Regions from separate parts of the Mus musculus genome. Here region 2 is linked to region 1. The links are chromatin contacts, called in public HiCAR-type maps. All regions are on one chromosome and are shown on one strand. Each heading gives the region's core, a stretch centred on a gene start, on an enhancer-like site or on the middle of the called end of the contact. The rest is flanking DNA. Distances are from core to core; before and after follow the strand shown. Region 1 overlaps Gm46332 (a long non-coding RNA gene). Region 2 overlaps Fam228a (family with sequence similarity 228, member A).

Region 1 (6,505 bases), core at 3,072-5,571:
TCCAACTAAAAGTTATTTCCAAAACAACATTACAACCTTGGTGTGCACTCCAATATTGGGAGAAGCAGACCCTGCGCCATTCGCCTCCCACAGTGGCTAATTTTTAAAGAGGCTCTTACAGCTTCCAAACATACACGTCAGTATGGGGCTCTTTTCTTTTTGGATAGTTGCCTTACATTCATGATCTGAGTGGTTTTAATACCACTTAAGAACCCTTGAAATTGGCTGGGCGTGGTGGTGCATGCCTTTAATCCCAGCACTTGGGAGGCAGAGGCAGGCGGATTTCTGAGTTCGAGGCCAGCCTGGTCTACAAAGTGAGTTGCAGGACAGCCAGGGCTACACAGAGAAACCCTGTCTCGATCGAAAAACCAAAAACCAAAAAAAAAAAAAAAAAAAAAAAAAAAAAAAAAACCCCTTGAAATGAACTACCCAAACTAGTTATTTTTTCTTTTAACTCAAATTTTCTGCACCTCCCCAAATTTGGAGTTTTTAACCCAAACAGAAAATATGCACTATAAATTCCAGCCCTCAAAGCAAACTGTCGCAGGCTGGGGTGCTGGCGCGGTGGGCAGAATGCTTGCTGCAAATGTTTGAGCTTCTGAGGTCAGATCCACGGTGTGCACATAAAAGTCCAAAGAGTCCACCTCCAGGAGATAGACGGGGCTCAAGTGTAGGGACAGGGTTACTAACCCACAATCAAAATTCCTGATCCAGAATTGTTCCTGTCTAAAAGAACTTCGGAAACAAAAATGGAGAAGAAACTGAAGGAAAGGCGGTCCAGTAACCAGTCCAACTTGGGATCCATCTCAAGGGGAGGCTCCAAGGCCTGACACTATTACTGATGCTATGGTGTACTTACAGACAGACAGGAGCCTGGCATAGCTGTCCTCTGAGAGGCCCTACCAGCAGCTGACTGAGACAGATACAGATATTTACACCCAACCATTGGACTGAAGTCGGGGACCCCTGTGGATGAATTAGGGGAAGGATTGAAGAAGCTGAAGGAGCGCAAGTTGAGAGGAAGACCCGCAGTCTCAACCAACCCAGGGAGTTTCCAGAGACTAAGCAGCCAACCAGGAGCACACACAGGCTGGTTCAAGGCCCCTGGCACAAATATAGCAGAGATCTGCCCATGTGTGGCCTCAGTGGGAGAAGATGCGCTTAATCCTCCGAGACTTGAGGCCCCAGGGAAGGGGGAGGCGGGGGGGGGGGGGGACAAAGGGGGAGGAGGAATGGGATGAGGAACTGTGGGAGGGGAGACCAGGAAGGGGGTGGGGAGAATGTAAAATTGAAAAAGTTCAGGCACAGTAGTACACACCTTGTAATCTTAGCACTAAGGGGTCAGAAAATCCCAGAGCTTGCTGACAAGCAAGCATAGCCAAATCTTGAACTCCTGGTTCAGTGAGAGACCATGTCTCAAAAAATAAAGTGGAAAAGAAATTAAGAAATATGTGAAGTGTCAATATCTTGCTTCTAGAGGTGTGTTTGCACACGTGGCACACACAAAACAATATAAAAATAAAATTTTAGTTTATTTTTTCAAAAACAATTTTTTATTAGTTTCTTCATTTATATTTCAAATGCTATCCTGAAAGTCCCCTATACCCTCCTAGTTTATTTTTAATAAATATTAATATAAATAAAATATAACAAAGGGTAAATAATAAAAGGTAAATAAATGGGAGATCTGTATCTATAGTTCTATTCTTTTCTTTCTTTCTTTCTTTTTTATGTTTTTAAAGAAATAACTACCATGGTCTGCAGAGAAGGCTCAGCAGTTAAGAGCGCCGAATCTGGCAGGGCCTTGGTAGGGACAGAATGACTAGGCTCCTGCCCCTGCGATGGGGCAAGCAGGCCTGGGCCTCCAAGAGTGTTGATGGGTGCTGTGGGCAGAGGGCTTGTTTGCATATAATGTACACATTTTACATTCCTCCTTTAAGGAATGTCTTCCCTGTTGATGTTAATGACTCCATGATAATCTGGGAGGTGAAGGAGTGGCTAACGTCTCAGCAGAATGGTAAAGGCTAGGACCTGCAAGGACAGCCCTTAAGGCTGTGGAAAAGAATTCTAAAACCGTATGTTCAATACATATATATATATATATATATATATATATATATATATATATAATCTCTCAACTATGTAAAAAAATAAGGATGTGATATGAATATGAATTATATGAAGGGCTTCATGAATCTAAAGGGACAGAGGCAGATGCACTAAGAGCCAGCTTGTCAGAAAGATACTAAGGAAGGAGGCAAGGAGACTTGGTGGTCACAGGAGATCTCACGCAGCCTAGAGGTGGGTTTGTTTGTTTGTTTGGTTGGTTGGTTTTGGTGTTTGGTTTTTTTGAGACTGGGTTTCTCTGTATAGCCCTGGCTGTCCTGGAACTCACTCTGTAGACCAGGCTGGCCTCGAACTCAGAAATCCGCCTGCCTCTGCCTTCCAAGTGCTGGGACTAAAGGCGTGCGCCACCACCGCTGCCAGGCTAGGTTTTTTTAATCTATGCTGACAAAAGACAGACAGATTCCCGAGTTCAGGATCAGTTTGGGATGGAGCCAGGTTAGGCGTTGTAGTAGAAATGGTAATTCCGGGGCGTGGTCCCACCATCTGCATCTGTGCTTATAAGAGGCAGAAGATCTCTGAATTCTTTTGCAATGTTAAAAGGAAATGTGTGCTTGCAGTTCCTAAGAATTGAGGTTTAGGGCTGCAGGATGCAGATTCACAGGATAATCAAAAGGAAGCCTCAAGTGAAAGACTGGATTGATGTGCAAAAGACAAGACTGGGCTTCTGTTCTCCAGGAGAGGAGCTATTCTGAGAATTTTTTAGAATAGCAAGAGAGGGAGGGGAAACTAGGAAAGGGGATAACATTTGAAATGTAAATAAAGAAAAAAAGAAAAAGAACTGCTTGGAGAACTGTCTCCAGGAGAACCTAGGGAGAACTTTCAGGAGATCTCCTGAGAGGGCAGAGAGAAAGAAAGAACAGAGAGAAAGCAGGCTGGAAAGCTGTCTCTAGCAGAGCATTGGCCACTAGCTTGGGACCCACAGTTTGACTTCAGAACCCCTCTCCAAGCCCAGGCCGGCCCTTGTCATAAGAGCACTTCCTGACCTTGCGGAGGCGTGGGGTTAAGTTCTTGGCATCCACTTTGATGGCTCACAACCATCTGTAACCTCATTTCCAGGGGATCCCTAACCTTCTTCCAAGCTCTCAGAGCACCAGCCACAGATGTGGTCAGGCACACACATGCAGGCAGCCTACACATAAGGTAAATATGTCTAAATAGGAATTGGAAGAGAAATAAGTACTATTCTAAATTTTATGTTATCTTTGAATTCTTAGGGCTTAAGCATCTTATATATTTATAGTTTTACATCCTTTACATTTCATTTGGATGAAATAATATAATATGTACTCTGTGACTTGCCTCCTCTCATTCAACATTATATTCCTGAGATTTGCTGGTGCTGTTGTAGCTTCACTGTTAAATAGTATTCCATTCTATGCTGTAATCCATCATTCAACTACTGCTGGACCCTGGTGCTGCTTCTAATATTATGCTATTATAATTAGTGCCACTGTCACTGGGGACATAGCTTAGTGATAGAGTGCTTACTTAGCATTCGCAAAGGCCCTAGGGGCAATTCCCAGCACAATCAAAGTAAAACAGTCCCACTGAATTGGTTTGTTCTTTTGAGAGTTTCTCTAGGATGTGGCGTTGTTACATCACCTTCTGCTTGACTAGCTAGCGGATGCTGTCTTTCCAGTTATTGTCTCATTTTAGTACTCCCACTGGCAGGGCATTAAGAGTTTTTATTTCTCCACATAATTGACAAAATTCAGTATTATTGATAGTTTGCTTAATGTAAACTTGTACCTCTTTTTTCACTTTTTTGGGAGATGGGGGTCTCACTATGGCACCCAAGCTGGCCTGGAACTCACTAGCCTCAAGCCCCAGTCTTCCAAGTAGATACAACTACGGACACCTGTACCCAGTTACAATCAGGTCTCTTTTCTTCTCCTTCTCCTCCTCTTCCTCCTCCTCTTCCTCCTCCTCCTCCTTCCTCCTCCTCCTTCTTCTTTTTAAAGATTTATTTTATTTATATGAGCACACCATTGCTTTCTTCAGACACACCAGAAGAGGACACCAGATCCCATTAAAGATGGTTGTGAGCCACCACCATGTGGTTGCCAGGAATTGAAGTCAGGACTTCTGGAAGAGCAGTCGGTGCTCTTAACCTCAGAGCCATCTCTCCAGCCCTACATGTCTTAGTGTATCATTCCGCTGTGGTTAAATGTAGCTGAGCATTTCTCCTTGTTGCATTCCTTTCTCCTGGGAGCGTGCCAGTCAGCATTCAGGAATGTGCTAAACTTGGAAAGAGGAAAGGTTACTTTGTCTCAGTTTTGGAGGTTTCAGTCCTTTGCTGATTGGCTCTGCTGTTCTGGGCCTGTGCTAACACACAATGGTACAAACTACAGAAGAAGCACCGTCACTTCATGGCAAAGAGCAAAGGGAACCACATAAATGGAGGGAGCCCTTGATCTGTGCTTATATGCACACTGTACGCAAGTGAGCGAGCACACACAGACACACACACACACACACACACACATAAACGGAGGGAGAGGGAGCAAGAGTTAGCACCTCAGGAAGTGCTGGTTTCCCTTCTCGATGCTGTGTAGTGATGAGGCCTAGCTGCAGCCGGGGATTGATTGAACACACAGATGAAGACAACTGTAAGGAGGAAAAGAGAGCCAGAGTCCCTGAATTAAGTTAATCTCAAATCCGAATTTTTTCTTTTTTTTCTGGTTCTCTAAACTAATACTATGTTGTTTAAGTCAGAGTTTGGTAGTTCATTTGAAGGAAAATAAAAGTCTATGATACTATTTCCTTGATGGCCTCCTTCAAATCTATCATGCCAGTTAGGAGAGTCCTCCGTAAAGACACAGTTGTAGGGGTCCCAACAGTTTGGCCTGGTCAATCAGTTCCTGCAGTGTTGAAAGCAGAATAGGGTTTATTTTCAGTGTAGATGTACCAGCGACAATAAAGAGTCTAGTGACCTAAAATCTGTCTTTGAGGTGTAAGCAACAGCTCTGTGGCTATATATAGGGAGCGCCAAAGTCGAGGATTTATATAGCTAGTAATCCTGGGGAGACTGTGGTCTGGTTGGTTATTAGCCTGGGACTGGCCAGTGCCACGGAAGTCACTGCTGCTTGGGAGGCGGTTTCCATTTCTGTCAGATCTGTGATCCTAGGATTTAAGATAAAGCAGGGGAAGAGAGTAACTCAGAGAACAGGTCAGAGAGGGAGCCACACAGAATCAGGCCAGTGGCCGGGCCTTCTTCACTGTGTCTCTAGCAGAATCCTCTGGGTTTGTTACATATGAAGAATACCCTCGTTAGTGTGGTTTTAGTATTTTATTTTAAAAGCATGATTTAACTGTGGGAGTTATTGGCTCAGATGTTATAATCTTTTCATTGTAGTTTTGGAGACTGAACCCAGGGCTTCACACATGCCAGAAGAGCCCTCCTCCAGTGAGTTACACCTCGTGGGTTTGTCATATACAAGTTTTTAACACTGACATGCTCAATTCCTCTGTGAGTTCTCATTTTATCATTTATTGTATAGTTGGTGCCTGGAGCCTAGAAGGGTTTGGATACCATGTATTCCATGATGGCCTTGAACTCTCTGACCCTCCAGCTTCCATCTCTGAAGTGTTGGTATTTGTCTTAGATTAGGTTTCACTGCTATAAAGAAACACCCCATGAGCACAGCAACTCTTATAAAGAAAACATTAATTGGGGCTGGCTTACAGTTTCAGAAGCTTAGTGTTATCATCATGCAGGAAGCATGGCAGCATGCAGGAAGACAGTGCTGGAGGAGCCTAGAGTTCTACATCCTGATCTGTAGGCAGCAGCAGGAGACTATGTGCCACACTGGGTGTAACTTGAGCATATGAGACCTCAAAACCTGCCCCCACAATGACACACTTCCTCCAACAAGGCCACATCTACTCGATAAGGTCATGCCTCCTAATAGTGCCACTCCCTATGGCCAAGCATACAAACACATGAGTCTGTGGGGGCCATACCTATTCAAACTACCACAGTATTATATGTGTTTGCTACCATACCTGACTCCTTGTAACAGTTTTTTAATCTAAAAGCATTTGTACCTGCAGCTGGTTCACTGGTTATTCTCATGTATCTTATTTATAAGTATACACATTATATATGTCATTGTATATATGCACATGTGTAATAAATGTAACCTCATGGAACTGAAAAGCTTCTGTAAGGTTAAGGCAAAGGACACCACCAATAGGAGAAATGGCAGCCTGCAGAATGGGAAAAGATTTTCACCAGCTCCATATCTGGTAAAGGGCTGATGTTCAAAATATATAAAGAACTCTAGAAACTAGACATAAACAAACCAAATAACTCAATTAAAAAATGGGATACAGAGCTAAACAGAGTTCTCAACAGAGGAATCGCAAATGGCGAAGA
Region 2 (6,103 bases), core at 3,556-6,055, 160 kb after region 1:
GGAATAGAGCCTAATACCTTTGAGCTGGGAACTGCCCCCAAGCCAGGCACAGAGCCCTTCTGAGCACCAAATACTGGGAGGTAATAAAGCTGGCTTGCTGTTAAATGTTTCAATGAAACAAAAACACCACACAGACGTCCTAGATCACAGCCAGAACTTAAAAATCTAGCTGCTGTTATTTGGATATTTCTTGCTATAGCTTCCTACCTAGAGAAAAGCTGCACCGTCAGTATTTGCAGTTGCATGCAAGAGGTGGAGGGGTGAAGCTCTATGGCCACTGGAGGCCTGACCTGGCTGCCTGATGCAGGGACACCAGATGCTCCCCCAGGATCTCGGCTGTCATCACTCTTCTTCCCACCAGTGATGGCCTCGGCACACTATCTGCTGCCGCCCAGGAGCGTGGTCTCTGTGGTCCGGTCCCTACAACCTGTTCACAGAAGGCAGGAACGATGTGTCAGTTAAGCAGGCCCCCACGAGAGGAAGGCCCCTGCAGGCCTTTCCTCACACCTAGCCCTCCTACCTTTCAGACGGGTTCCTAGCCTACTTGCCTTGCCTTTGGTCACTTCTGCAGTTCACAGATAAGCCTTTCCACTGCTTCGGCTCCACCTACCTTTCTGGTATGGCAGAGGCGACTAGCTGTTCCCAAAGCAATCCCCTCCATTGGGTTGAGACCCTCTAGGGGCTGCCTTCCTCAGCACCTTGCACCCTACATTTAGAGACAGTCATATGACTGGGTCCTAAGAGAAAAGAACTTAACTGCCTTCCATCCTGTCCCACATAAAAACATTAGCAGGGATGAGTCCTCAGAAGCCAGGTACTGACGATGGCATAGACCCCAAGGTCCCAAAGGGGGAAAGTCTGCCAACCTGCAGATCTACTCACTACTGTCTATGAACAGAAAATACACTTGCATTTAAACACTCTCTCGGGCTGGAGAGAGTGCTCTTCCAGAGGTCCTGAGTTCAATTCCCAGCAACCATCTGCAATGGGATCTGATGCCCTCTTCTGTACATGCAGATAGAGCAGCCATACATAACATAAACAGATCTTTTAAAACATATTAAAAAAGAAAAAAGAAACCACTTTCCCGTTTTTCAAATCTTACAGTGGCATCATGGAGCCTCTTCCACCATGACAGTAGAATCCACATTAGGACCCGAGACACGTGCTTCTACACAGCAAAGGAGAGAGTGAAGAGAGTTGGGGACACACAGACAGTAGGCTGTGTAAAAGTGAACTCCCATCCCAGCAGGCCTGTCCAGCTTGTAGCTCATGGACCACAATGATTGAGGATCACAGGAGCAAGGCCCAACACAAAAACGAAAGACTTAAGCATTAGGAGGTCTTTTCTGCTACTTATGTGTAACATGATAACACAGTTGTTGAGTGTGAGCTCTGTAGTTAACAATTGCCTGTCTCAATATCTCAAGATTAGATCTGCCTGAAGGAAAAATTTGTTTCTAAAGAGACTGAGACTATCACAACTGAGTATAAATTGGGTCACAAAACATTTGATTACCTGCTGAGAACAGAGATTTGTGTGCTCAGCCCTACACAGGGCACCATTCTCAATGCCCCATTAACTACCACCAAGGCTCAGAGGACACTGAGGAAGAAGGGGTAGAATCTAAGAGCCAGGAGAAGTGTCATAGCTCTAGAGAGGCAGAAACAGGTGAGTCGTCGTGAGTTTGAGGCCAGCCTCATCTACATAGGGAGTTCCAGGACAGCCAGGGCTACATCTCTCTGTCTCTGTCTCTGTGTCTCTCTGTGTGTGTATATATATATAGTGTGTGTGTGTGTGTGTGTGATAATGGAGAGGAGAACTATGAACTTAGCATGGATGTTGCCTTAATGAACTCTCAGCAGCTATAATACTTAGTCAATCCAGCAAGAATTCTGGCATAGATGGTGGGGTAGAGGTGATCACATGACCCCCCTGCATTACTGAGGAGCTATTGTCAGTTTACAGCTGCCAAGGAAGAGAATCCTTTTCTTTGCTTTAATGTGCTAACAGTGGTAGGTTCCCTACATGTTGTGGATGGCCCCACAACCGTATGCATGTGGGCAGCACTAACTGCACTTAGCGGGTTATCAAAAGAGAAGTATAAGATATCATGAATTTGAGAAGGGGCTGTGTTGAGAGTGATTTGGGGGAGTTGGGAGAAATATGGGGTAGATGTGATGTTTCATTGTACATGTGTATGAAATTCTCAAGAATAAAGAAACTTAAGGCAACCATTTCTGAGTTTCAAGCTAGAGAGGAACCGCCCTGGCTCTCAGTGCGTGGCAGAGGTGAAAGCAGCAGCCTGCAGAAGGGGCGGTGCCTGCAGAAGGGGCGGTGCCTGTGTGCTCTGTGCTGCAGTCCCGAGGGCTCTAAGCCGCAGGCAGCAGAGGACGAGAAGGGGAGAGAAAGAAGCCAAGAGCCTGAGCAATTGTTAGCCCTGTATGCAAAATCTGTGCAGAAAAATTCCTTTGTAAAATCTGTAGGAGCTCCCTGTGCCTCCATCCCTTCTCATACACTTCATTTTTTAAATTTCCTATTATAATTGAATTAAGAACAATTTTTGTTGCTGCTGGCGGTAGTGTTTTGAGATAGGGTCTTGCTATGTGTCCAGGCTGGCTCAAATTCTTCTTCATTTTAAAAAATGTTATATGTATGGGTGTTTTGCCTGCATGTGTGTCTGTGTACTATACACATGCAGTATGCAGAGAGGCCAGAAGAAGGCATCAGATCTCCTGGAACTGGAAGGTTGTTAGTCCCTGTGCGGGTGCTGGGAATCAGCCTGGGTCCTCAAAAAGAACAGCCAATTCGTCTCTCCAGATGCTGGTCTAGAAGTTTTTATCCTCCTGCCAGGATCACACATGTGCACCCTCATGCGGGGCTGAGGACAAACTGTTTGGTTGGTTTTCACTGTCCTGAGTATGGAACGGTAGGAAAATGTCAGAGGACGAATGGTGGGGAGGGAGGAGAGCTGAAGTTACTGGTGAACCAGCTCTGCCAGCCGTCATGGCCCTCACCTGTAAAGAGATCTGCACTTGTGAGACTCAGGGACCCACATAGGCTGCGTTTCTGGGTCTCTTCTCTGCTCAGAGAGAGGATCTGAGCTCCCCGGCTCCCCACCATCTCACAGCACAGTGAGTGCTCCCTGCTACCTCTACCTTTTCACTTCACACTTTGTCTGCTGTCTCTTCTGTGAGGGACGGCTCTGCCAGGCTCCACACTGGCACTGGTGCTCCCTGCACAGTGGGTATTGCAAACCTCGCCCAACCAGCCCCACTCCCAGAGCTCAGCTTACCAGACCCTTCTTTTCAGCCTCTTTGATATCCTGGCTGAGCCTTGAGGCTCTGAACTGCCTTTCAAAAACAAGCTGGCTTCGACTGACAGTCTTCTCTTCCTTAGGCAGATGAGACTTTAATGTAAAGACAGGTTTTTCAGAACTGAGAAAAGAGGGGGGGAAAATCTCAACTCAATTCTACCATTCAAACGTTATTCGATGAATATGCTATTCATTTTGTGAAAAGAAAGGTCTGGCTAGACATCGCTGGTGCCTGGCCATCTGCTCTGCTAAGGATAATGTTCCCTAACGGTTCACATGGGAATGCTGTGGACCTTAAGGATGAGGTTAGAGTAGAGTTGCTGAAGTCTGAGGGTGAAGGGACTGTGGAACTCTGTTCTCTTCCTTCCCCTTTCTCCCTGTTTCCTGAGCAGTCTAACCCTACAGAAACTCCTGCTGCACTGTGCTGCCCTATCAGAGGCCCAAAGCAATTGAAGCTACTTGATTTCAAACTTTATCCTTCCAAACTGTCAAGTGCCACAGGTGAGTCACGCCTTTCTCCAGCTGAGGAGGCGCATCAATCCTGAGACCACGCTTGAACAGAGATGCCACCAGGCAGCCTGTAGGTCCTTAGACCAGGAAGCTAGGGAGAATGCACAATTCACCGGCAGCACATACACAAAGCAGAGAACAGAAACTAAGCCGTTTGTTAAGGAGAAGCGACAGTAAGAAGCAAGGTCTCTGGAGGAGAGGACAGGGGCCGCGGTCCTCAAGCTGCTGGGCTTTCTCGATGATTAGATAAGGGGCCTTCTCCACTTTTTCACTTGAGACAGATTCTGCTTTTTGCAATCCACTGCTCCTGGTTAGTCTAGTGAATCACTCTCAAGTTCTTTCCTTTGTTAAACGAGGCACCCTCCAGAAGATTTGTCCTCTCAGAGAGACGCGGCCTATCCCTACTGAGGAGATAACCCTTCTCTTTCCCACCCCCTTATCTATCTCATAAGAATTTGTTCATTGTCCTCTAGCCACTGAAAACATCAAGATAAACAGGACACAGCCCTGCTGGTGTGGGTTGCCCTGCTGCTGTTTGTATTTGATGTTAATTCCACTTCCTCAAGAGGAGCTGCCCCAGGAGTAGATCATGCCCTCAGGTGACATCACTGACCCTTCCCCCCATTCTGACCGGTCACATTAAGGCTAGGGCCTATGATCGGGCAGTGGAGGGGAAAGGTGGGACAGGGAGTCTCAGAGAACAGAGGAAGAGGAGGAGGAAAGAAGATAGAACAGAATCACATGGCCTGGACAAAACACAAACGAGGGATCTCGTAGCTGGGGAATAAATCAATATAGTGATAGATCTGCCTGATCTAGACGTATAGCTTATAAATATAATAATTAGATTATATGTTCTTTATACGGGCTTATTAGGGTAAGAAATTACCACAACACCCAACTCTCTAGGTCGGCTTGTTGAGGGGCGGTACTGTAGAGGAATTTCCCTTAATTATCTGATTGGCTGAGAAAGATGAAAAATAGCCAATCACTGGGCAGAAAATGAGGAGGCGGGTTTTCCCGGGCAAGACAAGAAGAGCCGAGGAGGAGTTTGAGGAGTCTGCAAAGACAGAAGGGGAGAGCTGGAAGGAAGATGGGGCAGAAGCGCATGGCCTGGAGAAACTGCAAGTAGCAGGGATTTCATAGATGGGAAGGAAAGTGGTGTAGAGGCATATCTGCCCAATATGGATGTGCAGTTTATAAATATACTACTGAGTTGCATTTTCCTTGCTTGGGAGTACTGAGGTTGGAGATTTACCGAAACAAAATGGCGTCGATTAGAACTCAACTAATCTGAGATAAAAGATCACTGCCCCTCCCCCTCCCCCCTAATACAAGGCTGGGGCAGCCATCTAGGCTGCAGCAGTGTGTAGATTGAAAGCTGACTGGGTCTGAGGGGCCTACAGAGAACTGCAGAGAGGCTCTCTCCCCAAGCCCCAGGTAGACAGCTGCCACCAGGGGCAGCACTGCATCCTGGAACTGGACTTGGGCAGACACAGTGAACTGATTGGGGCATCTACACCCGCCTGAGAGAGCCTTTCTGTGTTTGCTTCCCCGTATCCCCGGCATCTACAAAGGACATGGACAGCCAGACTCTGAATTGAACACAGAGGGAGACAAAGGTACAAAGGGCTCTGGATGAGGTAATAAGCATCATACATCGATAGTTACAGATAAGAAACACAGTAAATACCTTTTGGGCTTTAAGGGATGATATTCTAAATGGTTTGACAGGGATGGATTTAAAGGAAATAGACACCTTGTCATTTATTGAACTATTTATCCTCTTGATCTACTATGTCTTCTCAAAGGACAGGGACCTAGATAAAAAGATTACAGGGAACACTAGAACTAAAGGTTCTGGATTTTATAGGTCAAGATAAGCAACAGAAAGAAGAAAATAAAGGTTGGCCACAGGAGCTGGAAGAGACACTAGAAAAAAGGATTCAACAATTCACACATCAAATTGAACAGCAAGGAGACAGAGATAAAATTTGGAAGCAAAGTCTAGAGGATAATTTACTAAATCAACATAAGGCAGATGCCACCATATCAGAATTACAACATAAAGAGAAGCTAAGATTGTGGAAGGAGGGCCTAGAACAGAAGATACAGGTAATTATAGAGCAAAATGAACAACAGAAAGAAAAATTTAAGACTTGGCAACCTGGCCTAGAGGAAACACTAGAGTTGAAGACACAGGAAATTATAGATCAGAATAAGAGACAGATAGATGAAAATGTTCTAGCTAGAAAAGATGCTAGAACAAAGGACAA

What was found. HiCAR-type assays count read pairs that join an accessible place to other places.
Region 2: a HiCAR-type map of embryonic stem cells shows a contact between it and region 1, with 3 times the contacts expected there. The contact joins two enhancer-like sites. A contact is called at or near these places in 1 of 39 promoter capture datasets (the HPC-7 cell line), 4 of 484 Hi-C or Micro-C datasets (the Ba/F3 cell line, the HPC-7 cell line, pre-B cells and 1 more), 4 of 115 datasets of contacts at active chromatin or transcription factors (embryonic stem cells, extraembryonic endoderm stem cells and regulatory T cells) and 3 of 9 other capture datasets (adipose tissue, liver and pancreatic islet).

What each region holds. Positions count from the first base shown.
Region 1 is chr12:4,554,495-4,560,999 of GRCm38.p6, forward strand. The region is part of intron 1 of Gm46332 (a long non-coding RNA gene); the gene reads right to left. Among named protein-coding and RNA genes, the nearest start is that of Gm46332, 12 kb to the right of the region's middle. Within about 2 kb of position 4,322, at least 88 of the 459 cell types and tissues checked have an H3K27ac peak or open chromatin away from gene starts, as enhancers often do. A contact at or near this core is called in embryonic stem cells, where this site is marked.
Region 2 is chr12:4,715,281-4,721,383 of GRCm38.p6, forward strand. It overlaps Fam228a (family with sequence similarity 228, member A), which reads right to left. Exons shown (of 8, transcript NM_029107.3): 7 at 3,297-3,438; 8 at 1-427. The coding sequence ends at 269. Among named protein-coding and RNA genes, the nearest start is that of Fam228a, 20 kb to the right of the region's middle. Within about 2 kb of position 4,806, at least 39 of the 459 cell types and tissues checked have an H3K27ac peak or open chromatin away from gene starts, as enhancers often do. A contact at or near this core is called in embryonic stem cells, where this site is marked.